Regions from separate parts of the Mus musculus genome. Here all the other regions are linked to region 1. A link is a contact called in public Hi-C and HiChIP or PLAC-seq data. All regions are on one chromosome and are shown on one strand. Each heading gives the region's core, a stretch centred on a gene start, on an enhancer-like site or on the middle of the called end of the contact. The rest is flanking DNA. Distances are from core to core; before and after follow the strand shown. Region 1 holds the start of Grm5 (glutamate receptor, metabotropic 5). Region 2 overlaps Grm5 (glutamate receptor, metabotropic 5). Region 3 has its middle 110 kb from the start of Vmn2r79.

Region 1 (4,544 bases), core at 723-3,222:
CTATAGACATGCATGCTCTAAGAGAAATATCGCTTTTCTCTTCCCTCCCTAAGCCTTCTACTCATATTACAGAACATTCCTGTCTCATTCCAAAATCCTCATTTGCCACACAGTGACAAACCTTGAAACTAGGATGTGATTTTCTTTACCATAATCAAGCCCAGGTAACTTCTCAAAGCTTAAGTTAAATAAAAGCAAACAAACAAACCCCAAAACTTCACAACCTATCACCAAAATATGTTTTTCAAATGCTACTTCGCTAGACAATAAAATAAACAAACAAGCAAATAAGCAAAATGTAACTTTAAGTTTTGTGCATTTGAAATTTTCCAAACAACTGTCAAAACTCCATAATCTTTGCATGGGCCTGAATGTTTGGCTGGACTCAACCTTTCCCATAGACCTTTCATAGAACCAGCATGCATTATCCAATGGCACTGTGAACGTTACAGCTGTTAAAATACTTGGAGAGAGAACATCTTTACAATCTATTTGCCTGTATTTCCGGATATCTCCCTTCCCTCTTTCCCTGTACAATTCTTCAAGCTTATACAAACACACACTATTTTGTGAGACTTCAGTGTCCTAAAATGCAGTATGCTTTCCACTTTCCTGATGGAGAGAATAAGTGTACAATGCTTGGTAGTCTTGTTCAAGGTCACATATTTTCCTAGACAATGGCCTAAGGGCTTCTCAGGGTGTGACTGAATGAACATTGGTACCAAATCTGACAGACCCAACTCTCCTTGCTATACTACCACACATAGCTCATGGAGTCTGTTCAACTCCCCTCTCTTTCCTCTTGATCTCCATGTTCTTCATTATCATCCTTTATGAAAGTTCTGTCAGAAAATTTAAGGTTAAAAAAAATCTTCCTTTCACTGCTAGAAATATATAATCTTAGCTTTAAGGGTCCAGACGTGCTGATACATCTCATAAATGGGTTAATGATTCCAGAGAATCTCTTGGTCCTGGTGTTATAGTCATTCAAATGTCATTTTAGAATTGTAATACAGTATTTAAAACCATCCATAATCTTCTTCCCTGTCTCATTTTTGGGGTGCAGCATCAGCAAGTGTGCTTACTACAGCCCAAACATCTAATATCCTCAGAGATCTAAAATTCTCCTCCCTCGCTAAGTGCATGCTTTATCATTGCACATGTACCAGCATGAGACAGAAGGGGGGGGGGCTTTATTGGTTTTATTTATTTTTTTCTGCCACTGATTATTTTAGCTATTTTCTGTGGAAACAACCCCACTGAAATCCTTCAGTTAGGTGAATGAAAACAAAAAGATATTCAAAAACCTCCCATTTAGCCATACCACATTAGCCCAGGCTCCTGACTCTAAATTCATGTCTAATTTATAGAGCACATGTCCTTGCGGGGTGACTTTCTTAAACTTGCAGGACCTTCTAGTATCCCTGGCTTCACCTGTCGTCCACCTGCCCACCACCTGCCCTTCTGGGTCCCTTTAGTCCAAGCACCCGCCCCTTGCTCGCTCACTCTCCATCCCTGCACTGGGGGAGGGGCTCCGGCGGCATCCTACATCCCTGGTAACTCCACAGCTGAGAGAAAGAAAAACAGCGCTATGCTTACCAGGTGCGCTCCCTGAGCCTTGCTCCTCTGGACAGCCGCTCCTTTCAAGCTCCCTGCGCTTTCGTAGCGGCCTTGGCTGCTGCAGAAGCGCTAGTGGCTGCGATCTAAGCTGTAGTGGCAGCCAGCAGAACGGCTGCGGGCCCGCGGTGGTGGCGCTCGCTCTCTCGCGCCAGCGCCTGGAGCACGTGCTGCGCCCGGGCAGACGCAGCTGGAAGCGCAACGCTGGGTTGGCTCCTACTCTTGCAGAGTGCAATTGGGGGCGGCTGGCTAGCCTTGGATCAGTGAGTGAACACTGCTCCTAGAGCCTCTTGGTCTCAGGGTTCAGGCCAGGGCAGTCTTGGACTTCCTCACTACCTCATTCCCACCCAGAGATGGAGAAGCAGGAGCTGTGCTGGGAGGCGTGGGTGGCATGTCACTCAGAGAGAAGCTGGAGAGCAGGTAGATAATCAGCTTCTCTCTGAAGATAGTACGAAACTCCTGACAGTTATTGGGAGAAGGGGTATTATTGCTGGAAGACAGAGAGAGGAGTAGGAAGAAACAGAGAGACAAACACAAGACTGAGAGACACAGAGAGAAGAGAGAGAGAGTGACACAGACTGTACTTACACACACACACACACACACACACAGAGAGAGAGAGAGAGAGAGAGAGAGAGAGAGAGAGAGAGAGAGAGAGAATGAGATTCAGAGAACTGCAAGTACGGTTCAGAAGCCCGAGTGATTAGAAAGACCAATGTATTTAATGGTCTTGAGTCATTAATAATGTCATTTTGCATTTGTCTGCACTTCTTAAAAATGTTTCTTCCTACATCCATTAAAAGTCTTTCCCTGTGGGACTTAAATGTTTTACTTCTTCCAATTGCTTGGCATCCTTTTCTTTGATACCCCTAGTACTGTCTATGGACATCAAAAATGCTAAGGTTACCTTCACATTATATCTGAAAGAAAAAGAATAAAAGGGATCCCTATAAATTACTTGCATGGCTTAATTTAAACAAAAGAATAATTGGGTAATATTATTATTGCCTGAGCAAATTAAAGGAGCCAGGTACTTTCAGTAGCTGAATTAATGATTAAAACATGCACAACACTGAAGTCAAGGACACCAGTTATTAATAACTACTAATGTTTGTCAGTGGGTCCTTGACAACAAGGTAGTGTTTCTTTGATTACTTCGGTGATATAATAGTAAGGAACGGAAGAAGGGAAGTATCCATTTAAAACACTATGTCAAGCATTAAAAGACATTTGCCCATATGTGTGTATTATAGCCCATTTACAGCAACACATTAGAACCAGACTCCAGGTCCACCAACAGATGAATGGGCAACGATGTTATATATACATATAAAACTTTTATTCAGCTGGAAAGAAAACTGAAATTATGAAGTTTACAGGGAAAAAAATGATCAGCCTCAAGTGTATAGCATTAAGTTAGGTGGTCTAAACCCAGGAAGACAAAGCCAGTGTGGTCTTTCTCATGTGCAGATCCTAGCTTGTAATGTGTGCATGTGAAAATATCTGTAAATGTGGACTGATCTTTAAAATACAATCAGCATCACCCCCACAAAATTACTAGAAAGGAAACCAAAAGAAGGGAAAAGGGGTACTAAAGGAAGAAGAGATCAAAGGGCACATTTGCTATGAAAATGAAGAAAGGGGGTAGAGTATCAGAGGGAGTGGGAAGTAAGCAAAAAAGAAGAGGGTGGGAATCTGCTAAAACACACTTTGTTTGAAAACTGATTAATGATGTCTAATACCTTGTGTTATTTTAAAAGTTAAAAAGTAGATCTTCTTAAAGGTATTCATTTTCATTTTTCCATGTCTAAAGACATTTTTAGATACTTGAAGTACAATATGTGAATTTATTCTCCTCTCTTTTTCTAGAGTTTAAAATGTCCGTTTGTCCAACATGAAATTTTCTGTACTAGGTTGATTCCAGTTTTGATTTAGGTCCTTTTGTGAAAAAATGACTGAAGAACTTAGAGAATCTTTGTTTCCTCAAAGGAAGTGGCTCATAAAGGGCATATATGGCCATATTGTCCATGTTTAGTCCAACTTAAAACAGAATTTGTAGATTACATGCAAAGTACCTAAATAATATTAATAGATATGAGATGTTTCCAAATACCTGCACATATTTCATTCTCTCCTCTCACCAAGGCTAATGAAGAAGATGCTATCCCAAAGCATCAGAAAGACAAAGCTGCCCGTAAGTCTCACATGTGGCTTAGCGAGCTTTATTCACTTCCTGTTCTATAAAAGTTGACATGCAAATGGAACTTTAGGCTTATCAATAGCAGTATGTTCAGAGAAGAGAAACATCATTAGATGTTCTTAAATTGCTCATTGATATTTAAAACGGTAGCTTTGTCTCACCCTTTGCACTGTCCTGTTTTTTTCTAATGACTGTTGTTTATAAGTGGTCACTAGGGTAACACTTTGCTCTCCTGCAATTGTTAGTAAAAATCTTACTTCCTGGAGTTTAATCTTGTTGGCTGTGTTCAAAATCTCAGTGCCTCAGTGTCCTTAACTCAACGATTTTCCCCTTTGTCATTGTTGACTTAGTCTAAAATAAAGTCTAATTCAATAATAGTTATGATCATTTTTTGTTGTCCATCTTTCTTATTAAAATGAAATATTTTAAGGAAATATTTTACATAACACATTGCAAGTAAAGTTCTAGCAAATAGTGGACAGTCAATTGTTATTTTAAATATTTAAATTAATACTAAAAAGAATGATGCCTTCTATGTGTCATTTATTGTTCAAATTGTGAATGCTGGTAATAAACCCCATAAATATTTGAAAAAAGTCTGGGGAATAATTGTGTGATAGTCTCTATCCCAGCTTAGACACAACTGCCTGTGGTATCACGTTTCTCAGTTGCCAAAGAAGCTATGATAGTGCTAAACATTTTTAAAAACTATTGTTATTGTCACAAT
Region 2 (4,856 bases), core at 1,384-3,883, 340 kb before region 1:
AGAGAGAGAGAGAGAGGGAAAGAAAGCATGAACAAGGAAGCATTATTCTTTTTTTGATTAATAAAATTAAGTTTGGGAAATTTAAGAATGAGAAGGCCCAGAACTTACAAATATTCACCATGATGTAAACCTTTTCCCTTGCTTTTCTTGCTGTTGGTGTCAATAGAAGAAGTCCTATCACCTGTAACATATATTTTGGTCTGTATATAAGAATTTTTTAAATATTAAAAAAATCAGTACTTCATTAATAGTTTAGTTTAAATTAAGAATTGGTAATAGTGTATAGAACTGAAAACTTATTAAAAGAAGTGTGATTTCAGTACTATGACAAATAAATAGAAAATTCATGAAACTGGTCAAATTTAGTAACATTTATTGCTGACTGATATAGTCTATATTCTTTATGTCTTTCTGCATATGATTCAATGAATATGTTTCATATTTCTGAGTTTTCTGATTTCCTCCATTAATGCCAGTGGGTACTGAGAGGAATCCTGCTTCGTGATTTAAAGTCTTGATTTTCAGTATTTGATTTTCTTGAATTTCTTCCTTTGGGTATATTTTCTTATCTGTAAACTATTAATATTAGTTACCTTGAGTGGATGAATATCTTCAAATAGCTTAGAGTTTAGCTGTAGAACAGAAAACTTACTCTTGAACTTACCTAGAAACTCTCCTGTTTGCTGGGTCTCATAGTGATGGAAGGTGCTGTTCAGGTTTGTGTAGAAGAAAATTATGGTCATATGCAAAGCTATACATTGTATTATATAACCAACCTACTATGAATAATTTGCTCACTGGAGCAATAATGATAAGATTGCTTATGGGAGTAATCAACTGCCTTTGTGACTACATTTAAGGCCTGATCAACAGTAGGGAATTTAGACTTGCTTTTGTAAACATGGTCAAAAACCATGTAGTGAAAGCATAGGCTTTTAGGAAGAACTGATTGATGAAGATTCTAAACTGTTATATTGTCAAACTGCCTTTTGACTACTTATTTTTATTTTCTATTGACCCAAACTTGATCAGAAGAACAGCTAATCACATTGGGCAATGATCAAAGCAGAGACATGATACTATTCATAATCTTGAGGATAAGAAACTCTGATATCTAAGCTGTAGACAGGGCACTGATGTCAAATCCCCTCAGTGCTAAGGATGAGCATCAGAATACTGTAGATGCTGTCTGATTGCATACAACATAAATATAGCACAAATGAACTCAGAGTAGTTGTGAGCACCTCCAGAAGACCCTGAACAAGAACAAGCAATTCAGTTTCACCATGCAGCAGGGAGGAATTCTTGAGTCCTAGCCTCTAGTTGAGGATCTATTTACTACTTCATGGATGCTGGGGAGAGACAGTTATTTCTCTTTATTTCATTAGATCCTAGTGGGTGGCCCCATACCATTTCACATATATGCAAAGGTAACTGAGATTACTGGGTTAAAATAAACAAGCAAACATATTTAAGAAATAATATGAGCCAGCATGTGATTCAGTAGCATTTAGAGATTTTTTTTTATTATTGCTAATCTTTTATAGATATCTCATTTTATGGGAATAAAACAAGAAAGAGAATGCAATGAAATAAAATTTGTAAAGCAACAATGGTTGACTTTCTTGCACGTACTATGTAATGGCTCATGTCAGAAAATATGATAGCATCATTTAGTTCACCACCCATAAAATAAAACAAAACAAAACATTTGTGAAGATCCTGATGTGACATAGTTACATGGTGGTAGTTACTGAATTATAAAAATCATGGTAGAATAACTTGTTCATGAGCTCTACTGAGAGAGACAAGTAAACAGAAGGCTGTGATGTCATAGTTTTTCACTTCCAGTATGCATAGGTTTCTTTTCCTCTTATTTTCACAATTCTGTAAAATGAGTCTTACATTGGATACAATGTGACACATGAGAAAAAAATGGCATGTGTCCTTTACTAGTACAACAAAAGAGTAAAATCACTGGAGAAAAATTTCAAAGGTAAAATGTGTTTAGAGACCTAGAGCATCCACTGAGTGGACAGGGAAGGGAGGAAGTGGCAGAGAAGTGAGTCACTTGTGGAGAACATATTCATAAGCGTGATAAGTTGAAGATGAAGCCATAATTTTGTGCATCCGTATGAAGGGGGGCGGGGGAAAGAAAGGGATAGCCAATGGAAGTGAAAGGTTAAATGTCTGGTCATATATACCCAGGAAAACAGACTAGAATTTATTGATAAGTAGCAAGCCTTTAAAACAGGATTTGACTAGATTTGCAATACTGATAGATTTCTCTGAGTTAGTGTCTGTCACAGGAAAAAAAAAGAATGAAATGCAGAAGCATAATGAGGAAGGGGCTTCTGGGAAGTTCAATCTGAACTCTCTTGCCAGGAATTAAGTAACCAAGGTGACACCATGGATAGGGGAACACTTGGTCTAAACCTGAATGGTGAGAACAATAATCCACATGCTCTTGGCATGAAACTGTCTCCTGTGTAGCTGGGCTACTTGCCGGAATTCATTTTTAAGTCAACATAGTCTACTTCCATCACCATTTCCGGGCAAGTCTGTGCTCCTGGCATCCTCTCTATGTACCCCAGGGGCAAATTTAGCTGGGTTTCAAATGTGTGAATGCCCCATTATATCCGAGTGTCTGAAAATGTCTTTCTTCACAAACACGCACTGAACAAGCAGAATCTGTTCTCAGCAGGAAACAACTGTGCTGCCGAAGTTGGCAGACAGAGTTGGAAAGCAAGCAAGTTATGTTTCTGCTCCTCTGCCCACCAAGCAGCTTCACCCAGCTTCCTTTAAATGCCCCTTCGGTTCCCTCTCCTCCACAAGTGAAAAACGCTGGGTATTCACATTCGCTGTTCTAATTGTTTCGAATAAACTTCCCCAGGAGTTGAATTACCTTAGCAAAGGCTTTCAGTATTGAACCACTTTGAATTCTAAGAGTTTGCAAGTAAAAGTCCCCAAAGACAGGCATTGTTTTCTTCATCTGTTCGAAAGTACAATGTTTGCAAGTTGCAATTTTCTTTACCAGAGAGTGTTTCTTTGATTTCATGAAAGTCATGGGTAGGAGTGACACATTGAGAGAAAAAAAAAAAAGAAAGAAATTGTTCTGACTCAAAATACTCTTCTGGCACTTCACCAAGAATATTTTGCTGAATCCCCTTGAATCTGATGGGCATGACAGGAAGTAATTACTAAGTAAAATGTAAGACTGGTGACTGTGTCACAGGGAAACTAGGCACAGGTCAAGAGAGGCAGTGCTCCCAGTACATAAATCCCAACAAGCAGGATTGAATTATTTATCTGTCATTTAATAATTGTGACATCCTCAATTCTCCACTGAGGTTCCCGAGAGCTCAGCTTTTCTATTTTCACAGAATAATTATGGATGACAATTTAATATCATAGTGGGTATTATTGGTTCATGAAAAATAACACTCTCAAAGATCAAAAATGATTGAAATTTTTGAATAAATTAGAATTTCTTGGATCCTATTCCAAATCATTTCAAAAATATATAATTGAAACTTACTAGTATGCTGACAGGCTTATAGCTCTCTCTATATCTTTCCCTCTCTCCCTGTGTGAATGTGTGTGCGTGTGTGTGTGTGTGTGTGTGTGTGTATTCATGTTTGTGTTCCATTTTGAAGGTACATATCTGCCATGTTCTATCAGAAAATTGGAAAATAACCTCAATTGTCAGTCGTCACTTTCCATCCTGTCCTGAGACAAGAACTCTTGTTTTTGTTTTTTGTTTTTTTTTTCCCCTGCATATGCTAGTCTAGCTTGCTCAGACGTTTAAAGCAACTTTGCTTCCCATCTCTTCGTGGATGAAGAATGGGATAATAGGTGTTTGCAATACTACATCTGGATTTTTGCTTTGGTTCTAAGGATCTGAAACCTTGTTAGGCTTGTTAGTTTGTTAGGCTGACATGGCGAATGCTTTACCCAAGTCTATTTTTATTGCTGCAACCATTCAGAGTAGCTGAGAAGAGGAACCAGCCTAATGTTTCTCAATGGATAAACATTTAAAACTACAATTGTATTCAGCTATTTTAAAAAGCTGGAAATCAACCCATCCCAGTGACAGAGTGTCATCCAAGCCATCATGGCAGAGAGCTATGGAAAATCAGCACTACACTCTTGTCAATAGACATTTTATTGAGAACAAATAAGATAAAAAGAGAAAAGAGAAAGGATGCACACAATATCAGCTGAGAGAAGAAAGATGCCAGGAAAATGCTCTATTCTAGGCACTGGAGTAGAGCAGCAGGGAGACTTCTAGTTACAAGGACTCCTGCTGAGGAAAGACAGGATTTTCAAAAGACTCCTGCTGAGCTGGAACAGGGCAACTCAAGACCTTCTGTGAACTTCAGTCTTGAGACACTCAGAGTAACTGTTATGGGACCATAAACTGAAATCTGGCAAGGAGAATACTTCTAGACTGAGGGAGAGAAATTTGACCTTAGAACCAGGAAAAGTATTTAGGACAATAGAAATCTGAAAGCCAGTGTGTCCAGGAGATAATAGACTCAGGTTCCAAGTAGCATTCTCAACATCAAGAAAGACCGACCAACCAGTGGTGAGACCATCTTTCAAGAAGACCCAAGAAACTCTTTATAAAGTGTAAAATTCTTCTATGACACAGACCATGAAGGAATTCCATTAACAAGACTAACAGCCATGGTTTCATCACACAAAGAAATACACAGAAGAGCATAACAATATTCATAATCCAAGGACTATGCTGAGGTGTAATCAGTACCCATGATCCAATCCATGAAAGACCACCCACTGAAGTGATTAATATCTGTGACTAAACCTGAAACCTTGCAAAGGACTGTGCTCAG
Region 3 (4,922 bases), core at 254-2,753, 470 kb after region 1:
TAGTCTAGAGAATTCTCTCCTATTTCAGTCCAAACCATCCACCCAAACTTTGTCTATCAGCTCAAATATAAGGGTCATATAAACTTAGTTCAGCCTAGCTTGCTTCTAGGCTACTTTTCCATTGAACACTGCATACAATTTTGCTGCAGCTGTTGTTGTATAAGATTTGCTGTAGAAGGGGCTTTACAGTACTTTTATGCACATTCCATGCTATTTGTGGTCTCAGTAGCAGAGCAATAGAATCACAAAATACTCAGTGAATGCTCAGTATATAATTCATGAATGAACTAATTCTATACAAACATTTATGAATTTGGTCTACATTATTTTGTATTGGGATAGTAAAGGATATAAATGACGATTTTTTTTTCTGAATCATAATTTCCCTGTAACTTACAGTTGAGTAAAATAATCACAAAGGAAATGGCTTCAAGGGAAAGTAACCCCAACCCCAAATGATCTATATGATATATAAAGAATGAACTGGAGCATAAATATTCACAGAATGATGAATGAAACATTCATACAAACATCTAAATCTACTACAAGTAGGCTGTGATTTCAGGCTGCTTGGAGAAGCACAAATAAAAAATTAAGTTGGGGATATTTTATGTAGGTGGTTGGGTGGGAAGTGCAGAGAATTGATTTTTTTAAAAAAGAATATTCAGATTAGACACACATAAATATCTGATATAAATAATTCATTTCCCACTGAGACCGGAACCACAAATGACAGCTGCTAAAATAAAATTAATGATACCTTAAAGAATTTTTGCTTAACATTCAATACCTTTTTAATAGTACATAAAAACAGAGGTAGTTAATAAATTTTTAATAGGCATATTAAACAAATAAATAGTATTTTTTTCTTTTCTTTTCTTTTCTTTTTTTTTTTTTCAATGTGTCCACCAATTTATGGAGTCTGTACACCAATGAAAAAGCACATAAAGGTTTTGTAGCTTCAGGGTCAATCAGAATGAAAGTGTGTGTCGGTTTTCACAATAAAACACAGGTGCGCTGGATTCTGAAAATGCTCCTAGAGCTGACTTAGGCTCATCACTCCTGACAGGCAGCATCTGACAATGATTTCTCAGTTATCATGTGAATGGACCGGAGTCATCAGATGTAAGAGCAGAAGGTTTTTAAGTTCTGTAGGATGGTTGTCACCATTCTACCCTTATGAGGTGAATATCGGAGAAGACAGAGGTAGAGTGCTGGCCTCCTTTGCATGAAATGCTAAATTCAGAAGGGTGAAGAAATAGAACAGAATTAGAAAATGGCAGAACTGGGGCTAAAACTCACAAGTTTCAATTCTCAGTCCAGTGGGCTTTTTTCATACACTACCCACCTAAAATAAAGCACTACAAAATTTCCTACAAAATCCACTCTAAAATACAGGACTACATTTACCTGTCTTTAGATTACAAGGAACCGGTCTGGCTCCATGTTTTAATGTCAGGTCTTTGTTTCCTTCTTGTTTACAGAAAGAGCACCACTGTTCACAGTCTCACAGTGCCATCTAGTGCCTACGTCAGATATTACAAAATATAAGAAATAATACATTCTTATACACTTGTATATGTGAAAATTTCTACACTACATTTAAAGTTAAAACAGGAAGGGAATTTAATAGAATTCTAACATATGTTACATACAGCATACAATACATTGTTGAAATTATTCCTTTATTTTTAATAACCTTTGATTATTGCCACTCTGAGCTTTAATCATATTATCAAGTCAACAAAGATTTATTAGAGTTATTTACGTTATAGCCACAGGAGACACTATGGTACCTTTATTCAGATTTTCACACTATACATGGGAACATAGACTTATTAGAAGAAACTTTAAAACTATGTAATCAGGATGACAATTAAAATATGTGAGAAATGTGCTGAGGAAGAGATGCTAGCTGGCTAAGAAGTCAAATAGACAAATGAGAAGATAAGACCTTGTAAATACAGGCCTAGAGAGACATTGGTCATTAACCTGAATTAAAGGGAGAAAAAATAATAAGAAATATTTTTCAGCTATAGAAATCCCTCGCCTAGCTACTCTTTGCAGTTGTTTTATTTATTTACATTTCAAATGTTGTCCCCCTTCCTAGTTTTCCCTCCTCAAACCCTCCATCCCATCCTCATTCCCTTTGCCTCTACCAGGATGTTCCCCCACCCATATACTCACTCCCGACTCACCGTCCTAGTATCCCCCCAATGCTGGGCATCAAGCCTCCACAGGACCAAGAACCTCCCCAGCCATTGGTGCCACTTAAGGCATCCACTGCTACATATGTAGATGGAGCCATGGGTCCCTTCATGTATACTCTTTGGTTGGTATTTTAGTCCCTGGGAGCTCAGCGTGGTCTCCTTAGTTAATATTGTTCTTCCTATGGGGTTCCAATCCTCTTCACCTTCTTTGGTCCTTTCCCTAACTCTTTCATTGAGGTTCCAAGGCTCTGCAATGGTCAGATGTGAGTGCCTCCATTTGTATTAGTAGGGTGCTGGCAGAGCCTCTCAGGGGACAACTATATCAGGCTCCTGTCAGCAAGCACTTCTGGGCATTAGCAATAGTGTCAGGGTTTGGTGTCTGCAGATGGAACAGCCTCTGGATGGCCTTCCTTCAGTCTCTGCTTCATTTTTGTCCCTGCATTTCCTTTAGACAGAAACAATTCTGGGTAAAACATTTTGAAATGGGTGTGTGGCCCCATCCATCAACTGGGGGCCTTGCCTATCTACTGGAGGTGGTCTCTACTGGAGGAGACATGTTCTAGCACCCATTTGTTGACTATTTCAGCTAATATCATTCCCTTTGAGTACTGGGAACCTCTTGCTTCCCTGGCATCTAGGACTTTCTAGTGGCTAATTCCAGTTCCCCATACCTCACACCCACATAGTTCTGTTAAATTACCTGACCTTTTGTACTTCTCTCCTGTTTCTTCCCATAATTGATCCTTCCCTAACTTCTTCTTTGAGTTTGTTTATATAGTGGACTATGTTGATTGATTTCTGTATCTTAAACCATCCCTGCATCCCTGGGATGAAGCCTACTTGGTATTGGTGAATGATTGTTATCATGTGTTCTTTGATTTGGTTTGGGAGAATTTTATTGAGTTCACATTGATATTGATAAGGGAACTTGGTGTGAAGTTCTTTTTCTTTGTTGGGTCTTTGTGTGGTTTGGGTATCAGTGAAACTGTGGCTTCATAGACTAAATTAGGTAGTGTTCCTTCTGTTGCTATTTTGTGGAATAATTTGAAAAAAAAACAGTACTACGTCGTCTTTGAAGGTCTGATAGAATTCTGCACTAAAAAAAACAATTTTTTTTTGGTTGGGAAATTTTTAATGACTGCTTCTACCTCCTTAAGGATTATGGGACTGCTTAGATGTTTCATCTGATCCATATTTAATTTTGTTACCTGGTATCTATCTAGAAGATCATCAATTTCATCTAGGTTTTTCAGTTTTGTTGACTATTGGCTTTTGATCCTTTGAATTTTCTTAACTTCTTGTTTTTATGTCACCTGTTTCATTCTTTATTTGTCAATTTGGATACTGTCTTTGTGCCCTTTAGTTAGGTTGGCTAAGGGTTTATTTATCTTTCTGATTTTCTAAAGAACCGACTCCTAGTTTTGTTAACTCTTTGTATAGCTCTCTTTGTTTCTACTTGGTTTATTTCAGCTCTGAGTTTGATTATTTTCTGCTGACTACTACTCTTGGGTGAATTTGCTTCTTTTTGTTCTAGAACTTTCCGATGTGCTGTTAAGCTGCTAGTGTATGATCTCTTCAATTTCTTTTTGAAGGCACCCAGAGCTATGAATCCTTCTCTTAGAACTGCTTTCATTGTGTCCCATAAGTCTGGCCATGCTGTGCATTCATTTTTGTTAAATTCTAAAATGTCTTTTATTTCTTTATTTCTTCCCTGGCAAAGTTATTATTGAGGAGAGAGTTGTTCATCTTCCATGTGTATGTTGGCTTTCTTTTGTTTCTGTTATTATTGAAGACCAGTGTTACTCTGCGGTGGTCCAATAGAATGTATGGGATTAATTGAATGTTCTCGTATCTGTTAAGGCTTGTTTTGTGTGTTCTATTATATGGTCAGTTTTTGAGAACGTACCACGAGGTGCTGAGAAGAAAGTATATTCTTTTGTTTTAGGATGGAATGTTTCCTAGATATCTGTTAAATCTATTTAGTTCATAACTTCTGTTAGTTTCACTATATATCTGTTTAGTTTCTGTTTCCATGATATATCTATTGGTGAGAGTGGGATGCTTAAATCTCCTAATATTATTGTGTGTGCTTTGACCTTTAGTAACATTACTTTTACAAATATGCGGGTCCTTGCATTTGGAGCATAAATGTTTAGAATTGAGATTTCATATTAGTGGATTCACCTTTGATGAGTATGAAGTGTTCTTCTGCACTTTTTTTGATAACTTTTGTTTGAAAGTCTACTTTATTCCATATTAGAGTGGCTACTTTAGCTTGTTTCTTGGGACCATTTGCTTGGAAAAACTTTTCCATCATTCTACTCTGAGGTAGTGTCTGTTTTTGTCACTGAGATGTGCTTCCTGTATGCAGCACAATGCTAGATCCAGTTTTTATATCCAGTGTGTTAGCCTATGTCTTTTATTGGGGAATTGAATCCTTTGATGTTGAGACATATTCAGGACCAATGATTGTTGCTTCCTGTTATTTTTGTTGTTAGAAGTGGAAATTATGTGTGTGTTGTTCTTCTCTTCTTTTGGTTTATTGTGAGAAGATTAATTTCTTGCTTTTTCTTTGGTGTAGGTTCCCTCTTTACACTGGCATTTTCCTTCTATTATCCTTTGTATGGCTGGATTAGTGGAAAGATATTGTTGGAATTTGGTTTTGTCATAGAATATCTTGGCTTCTCTATATATGGCTATTGAGAGTTTTGT

The links. A called contact is a pair of places that touch in the nucleus more often than the background predicts. HiChIP or PLAC-seq counts read pairs in DNA pulled down with a chosen protein or histone mark.
Region 2: a Hi-C map of neural progenitor cells shows a contact between it and region 1, with 4 times the contacts expected there. The contact joins the enhancer-like site here to the promoter of Grm5 in region 1. A contact is called at or near these places in 5 of 484 Hi-C or Micro-C datasets (cerebral cortex, cortical neurons, forebrain and 1 more).
Region 3: a contact with region 1 is called in an H3K4me3 HiChIP or PLAC-seq map of forebrain, with 7 times the contacts expected there. The contact joins the enhancer-like site here to the promoter of Grm5 in region 1. A contact is called at or near these places in 12 of 484 Hi-C or Micro-C datasets (the AML12 cell line, the MC3T3-E1 cell line, beige adipocytes and 8 more), 2 of 115 datasets of contacts at active chromatin or transcription factors (forebrain and neural progenitor cells) and 2 of 9 other capture datasets (adipose tissue and liver).

The regions. Positions count from the first base shown.
Region 1 is chr7:87,581,596-87,586,139 of GRCm38.p6, reverse strand. Grm5 (glutamate receptor, metabotropic 5) reads right to left here and starts at 1,972. Exons shown (of 11, transcript NM_001143834.1): 1 at 1,600-1,972.
Region 2 is chr7:87,923,903-87,928,758 of GRCm38.p6, reverse strand. The region is part of intron 4 of Grm5 (glutamate receptor, metabotropic 5); the gene reads right to left. Among named protein-coding and RNA genes, the nearest start is that of Gm24249, 160 kb to the left of the region's middle. Within about 2 kb of position 2,633, at least 55 of the 459 cell types and tissues checked have an H3K27ac peak or open chromatin away from gene starts, as enhancers often do. A contact at or near this core is called in cerebral cortex, cortical neurons, forebrain and 1 more, where this site is marked.
Region 3 is chr7:87,107,367-87,112,288 of GRCm38.p6, reverse strand. No RefSeq gene overlaps it. Among named protein-coding and RNA genes, the nearest start is that of Vmn2r79, 110 kb to the right of the region's middle. Within about 2 kb of position 1,503, at least 12 of the 459 cell types and tissues checked have an H3K27ac peak or open chromatin away from gene starts, as enhancers often do. A contact at or near this core is called in forebrain, where this site is marked.